2 separate regions of the Mus musculus genome follow, and region 1 is linked to region 2. A link is a contact called in public HiChIP or PLAC-seq data. All regions are on one chromosome and are shown on one strand. Each heading gives the region's core, a stretch centred on a gene start, on an enhancer-like site or on the middle of the called end of the contact. The rest is flanking DNA. Distances are from core to core; before and after follow the strand shown.

What was found. HiChIP or PLAC-seq counts read pairs in DNA pulled down with a chosen protein or histone mark.
Region 1: a contact with region 2 is called in an H3K27ac HiChIP or PLAC-seq map of embryonic fibroblasts, with 34 read pairs. The contact joins two enhancer-like sites. A contact is called at or near these places in 19 of 484 Hi-C or Micro-C datasets (the C2C12 cell line, bone marrow-derived dendritic cells, brain and 12 more) and 4 of 115 datasets of contacts at active chromatin or transcription factors (the NIH/3T3 cell line, embryonic fibroblasts, embryonic stem cells and 1 more).

Annotation. Positions count from the first base shown.
Region 1 is chr12:70,615,370-70,618,069 of GRCm38.p6, forward strand. All of the region lies in intron 1 of Gm40436 (a long non-coding RNA gene), which reads left to right. Among named protein-coding and RNA genes, the nearest start is that of Gm40436, 26 kb to the left of the region's middle. Within about 2 kb of position 1,367, at least 53 of the 459 cell types and tissues checked have an H3K27ac peak or open chromatin away from gene starts, as enhancers often do. A contact at or near this core is called in the C2C12 cell line, embryonic fibroblasts, muscle stem cells and 1 more, where this site is marked.
Region 2 is chr12:70,510,970-70,513,669 of GRCm38.p6, forward strand. No RefSeq gene overlaps it. Among named protein-coding and RNA genes, the nearest start is that of Gm32219, 23 kb to the right of the region's middle. Within about 2 kb of position 1,327, at least 19 of the 459 cell types and tissues checked have an H3K27ac peak or open chromatin away from gene starts, as enhancers often do. A contact at or near this core is called in the C2C12 cell line, embryonic fibroblasts, muscle stem cells and 1 more, where this site is marked.

The DNA.
Region 1 (2,700 bases), core at 117-2,616, 100 kb after region 2:
CCGTGGTTTCATGGGTTTTGTTTGTTCGCTTTCTATGCTTTTCAAGACAGGATTTCTCTGTGTAACAGCCCGAGCTGTCCTGGAACTCACTCTGTAGACGGTGTTCACAGAGATCCACCTGCCTCTGCCTCCCTAGCACTGTAATTAAAGGTATGCGCCACCTCTACATGGCTGGTTTGTGAATTTTTGATGAGATCCAGCACTGGGCGCCTTGGTCTTTAGGCCTGGATCTGACAGCAATGCCCCTATGTCCTTGAGCAAGCACTACCTCTTCACCTGGTCTTATTTTTGACATTTGCCAAATGAGACTGTGACACTAAACCTTTGAGTTTCCCTTCATCCATGGCATCTTGTGGCAGTCAGCATATATGATCAATAGTAAGTACTAATGCGGAAGGATATTTTCACAGGAAACTCAGAACACACCAATCTCTTCCTGACTATCACTGCCTCAGTCCAGACTCTGACCCAACACCTAGGAGCCAATAGTTTTGTGTAATAGTTTCAGGCACCTCACTTCCTGGGTGGGGACACACCCTGTGAATGCAAATAGCTCAAGACTAAAAGGAGAGAGGGAGAGGGAGGAATAAAACTGGGCTCAGCGCCCATCCATTCATTCCACAAAACTCTTGTGTTGCATGAGGATGGGGCAAAGGATGTATCGGGGCCACGGGCTCTTCTGGTGGACTGAGAAGAGTAAGGAAATTCATCCTGTGTAAGTCTGGACTTGCAGCTCAATAACAAATCCATCTGTGAGATGGTCCGAATTTACCCACTTGGCCTTCGTGACATGTCAAAGGCAGAAAGAAAGCGTTCTTTGTGTGGAAGGCTGAGATCTGCACTGTCCCAGGACTGTAAATATAGCTGCTTACTTCCTGAAGCTCCAGTTAGTCCCTGGTGACCTTTCCCAAAGTATTCTTTTTCTGGTTTCCATTAATAGCTCCGGCCCTAAGTCACTACTGTTGACAATGTGCATGGCAGTGTATTGAAAGAAGGAACACTGCAGCTTGGTGCAACTTGGAATTGTTTGTTCAAGCCTTTAGCTTTAAAATTGAGACATATCCTTGTGCAGAAGGTTCACGGGGTCCTAGCAGTTCAAAGTCAAAGGCAGGCTCCTAACGTGCCCTGGAGCATCATCAAAAGAACAGTCCTCAGCTCCCTTCCCCCCATAAATCAAACCCAAAGATCCCCAGGAAGAGCATTTCTCTAATCTTCCCCTTAAATACAAGAAGCATCAATACAAAACATGACCCGCGTGGTGTTTCCTCCCCTTGGGTGGCAGCTGCTAGAATGCAACCCTGCCTTCTGTATTCAAGAGATCTTTTATTCCCAGCTGCTCAAGCCAAGCCACAAGGCTTGAAGGAATGCTTGGGATGTTGTGACTGAGGGCACAAAGAATCCGTGGTGTGGCTCTGAAATAGGGGCAGCTCTAGAGCAAAGAGCTAAAAGAACCAGGGATTGGGCTTGTATTCCTATTCCTCTCTCCCTCTCTCCCTCTCTCCCTCTCTCCCTCTCTCCCTCTCTCTCCCTCTCTCCCTCTCTCCCTCTCTCCCTCTCTCCCTCTCTCCCTCTCTCCCTCTCTCCCTCTCTCCCTCTCTCCCTCTCTCCCTCTCTCCCTCTCTCCCTCTCTCCCTCTCTCCCTCTCTCCCTCTCTCCCTCTCTCCCTCTCTCCCTCTCTCCCTCTCTCCCTCTCTTCCTCTCTCCCTCTCTCCCTCTCTGTATATGTGTGTGTGTGTTCACAATGGTACATACATATGCTGGCTCTGGTCTCAAAGTATTCTTTGAATTTTTTTTTAAGACAATTAAAGGTTTTGTTGTCAACATCTAATCTAGAAGAGTCTCAGAATGACTCATTGGGCACTGGGCCATCATACCTGTGGCTAGCCAAGTTCAGTGAGAAAATTTTAGAATTAGAGAAAGGAGGCTGTGCCTTTCTTATTAATGGCTAAGCCATTGTCCCTGATAAGAGATTTTTAAAGTTTGCAAATAGGAAACGGGACACTCCAGCTGGGACTCTTTCTAAAGAGGACTCCTTATTTCACTTGATATTGAGCAATTTGGGTATGCCAGGGGCACCAACAGAAGTTGTTTTTCCGAAAAATATTCATAATCGATTTTCAATTTATCCTCTCTACAAAAGGAAAAGTTCCCCATAATATCACCTGGCATGGATCGGGTAGGTTTGAAGGATTTTTGTTCCCCTTGAAGTCAGAGACACCACCACACACCTGGGAGGTCTTTTGATGTGGCCAGTGCTTGCATACTTGGTGCCTCTTTCAAACCTACATTTCTAGGAAAAGTGAATGTGAGTTTATGGTTCATGGTCCATAGCTGAAACATCATGGGTTTAGATGACATACAGCTGGTGACATAAAGGACAGATACAGATACAGACACAGACACAGATACAGAGATAGATAGATAATAGATAGATAAATAGATAGATAGGGATATAGGTAGATTTATAGAGATATAGATTATCCTGTTGTCCTTGTTCAAATCTTCCCAGTTCTTACTAATCTATTACTGAGAAGAGACACTGATTGATAGGAGGAGGAGGAGGCTCAGTGGACCTAGTCCAGCTCAACTTCTGGCCCTACCACATGCCCATAGATGCTACCTAACATGAGGGTCCCTGAACAGTACTTACAAGTCCCAAGATTGATTTTCCTCCTGATGAAGAGGAAAGAGTCTACCTCC
Region 2 (2,700 bases), core at 77-2,576:
CTGATTATGGAAAGTCTGTCTTCGTTATTCACACGCCCCAAGTCAGAACTCGTGTTCCTTTACCTAAGTGAATGGAGAAAGGAGAAGTGGTGAACCAAAATGGCTTCTTCCTGAATCAAGATGGCTGGCAGCTTCCAGTGTGGTGAGCACCAGTTAGCATAAGGTCTTAAAGTGGCAACTGTCCCTTCTCTTCATAATCAAGAGATTCAGAGGCAGACCGTTAGCTGTTAGCTTACAGGAGTCTTCCATTACCCACTGGGGATACATTCTAAGACAACTACCCTCGCACACACACTGGATGTCTAAAACTTCAGATAGTACCAAACCCTTGAGAGCCTGTGTTTTTCCTGTGTGTATGCACTTGTGGTGAACTATGGTTTAAGCACAGTAGAGAATTGACAACTGCAATACGACATAGCATGTATAACAATTAAGTGTGATATATGCTTTTAAATGTACCACTTGTTTCTAGAATTTTCTATTCACTCTTTTTAGATTGTGTTTCACCGTGGGTAACTGGAACCGTGGAAAGCAACTTTAGATAAGGGACGATAGCGCTTTGCTTTTGATTGCTCAGAGACAATTGATTTCAGCAGCTCCCGTGGTTGCCTGTCCTCTGTGTGCAAACACAGTTAGCCTAAGCCTGGGGTTCATCATCTATACAATGGTGGGAACACCCACCCGACACTGGCTGACATCTTCATTGTACAGTCACAGTATAGAAGCAAAATGAAGTATGTGTTTACAAATGTGGATAGACATCTCTTCCTTTCCAACGTGAAATTGTAATAAAGGCAGTATTATCCAGTAGTCCTCTTTTCCTCCCTCCTTTCCAAGTCTTACTGTGAAAACTTTCAAAAATACATAAAAGAACGGCAGAGTAAAATGTACCTTCCTCGTCCCCACCACTGAGATATGACAGAACCCAACAGCTTTGTATTTGATTCACAAAAGCATTTTAAAACTATCCCAAATATCAAAAAACAAATCTCCAGCTATTCTCTGTGTTTCTAGAAAGTAAGGTTTTCTTAATGTTAGTAATGCTTAATGTTAGTAACACAGCTAACTAAAGAAACAGCAACTGGTGGGAGGTCACCTAGACATAGTTTCCCTAGATGCCTCTGATTGCCAATGGGCTTTTAACGCTTCATCTGCTCACATCAAGATCCAAATACGGTAACTAGAGTGAGATACAAACCAGCACACGGGATCCTGTTTATAGGCCTCAGAGTTCAGGAATTTCTTTGCCTCATGCCCCGTGACTAAGCTTTGCCGATATAGTGCATTCTGACATTTGTGGGTTTGACCATCTGGAAGCAACTCTGAATGTCTATGGCATTCAGCAATGGTTTGCTGTGGCACAGATGTGGCTTCTGGGCTCTCAGGCTGTGTCTGTTCATCTATTGGGTGAGCATGGCTGGAACCCAGCAAGTGGCTTTCTCTTTTCTTCTATCATTTTTGAGTTCATAGACTGGAATCCTTTTTTTTTTTTTAATGGACTCCCCTCCAAAACTGGCCCATGTAGGATTAATGCTATTTGATTTTGCCTAGTGAGAGTATTAGCAATATTTTAAATTTTTTTATTTTATTGTAAAACTTATATGTGTATGTGTGGTTCTATGCACATGTGAGTGCAGGGGCCTATGCCATCCAGAAGAGGGCGGTCTTAGTGAGGCAAGAAGCAACTTGGGGAGGAAGGGGTTTATTTGGCTCATACTTCCAGATAACAGACCACAGTCCATTTTGATAGACAAAGTAGAAGCTCAAAGCAGGACCTGGAGGCAGGAATGGAAGCGGAGACAATAAAAGCCCTGCTTACTGGCTTGCTCCCCACAGCCTTTTTTTTTTTTTTAAATAAACCCAGGGCCACCTGCCCAGAAGTGGTACTGCCCATAATGGCCTGGGTGCCTATACATTAATTATTAACCAATAAAATGTCCCACAAATGTCTTACAAGCTAATCTGATGGAGACATTTTTCTCAATTGAGGTTTTCTCTTTTTCGCTAACTCTAGCTTGTGTCAAATTGACAAAGAACTAAACAACACACAAGGACATTTGATTCTCTGGTGCTAGAGGTACAGGGAGCTGTGAGCTCCCTGACGTGGGCCCTCTGCAAAAGCACTGAACTGTCTCTCCAGGTGCAGTGAGCAACATTGTTAAAACATTGCTCTTTACTATGGTTTAGATGATCCACGTCCAAAGCTCGCATGGTGGGGGGTCATGACTGGCTCCTCCCCTCTTTCTGTCTTTTTAACTCATTGTGTGATTTCTCCCTTTTAGGCATGCATCTGCCCTTGTGCTGGTCATGAAGTGATTCCCTCAGGGGCAGGGGGTGCTCTCTGGAGCCAACACCATGCTTTTTGGATCTTTAAAGTCTATAAGCTAAAAAACATGGATTTAAAATGTATTTTTTTTCCACACATACTACATCGTGATTACAGTTTCCCCTCCCTCTACTCGTCCCAGTTCCTCCCCCTCCCCCAGGTCCACTCCCTTTCCATCTCTCACTAGAATACAAACAGGCTTCTAAGAGTATAATAATAAAATATAATAAAATAAAATATAATAAAATAAAACACATAGTATCACATCAGAATTGGACAAGACAAAGAAACAGAAGGAAAAGAGCCCAAGAGAAAGCACAAGAAAATGCAGAAACTCACTTGTTTGCAGACTCAGGAATCCCCTAAAAACAACC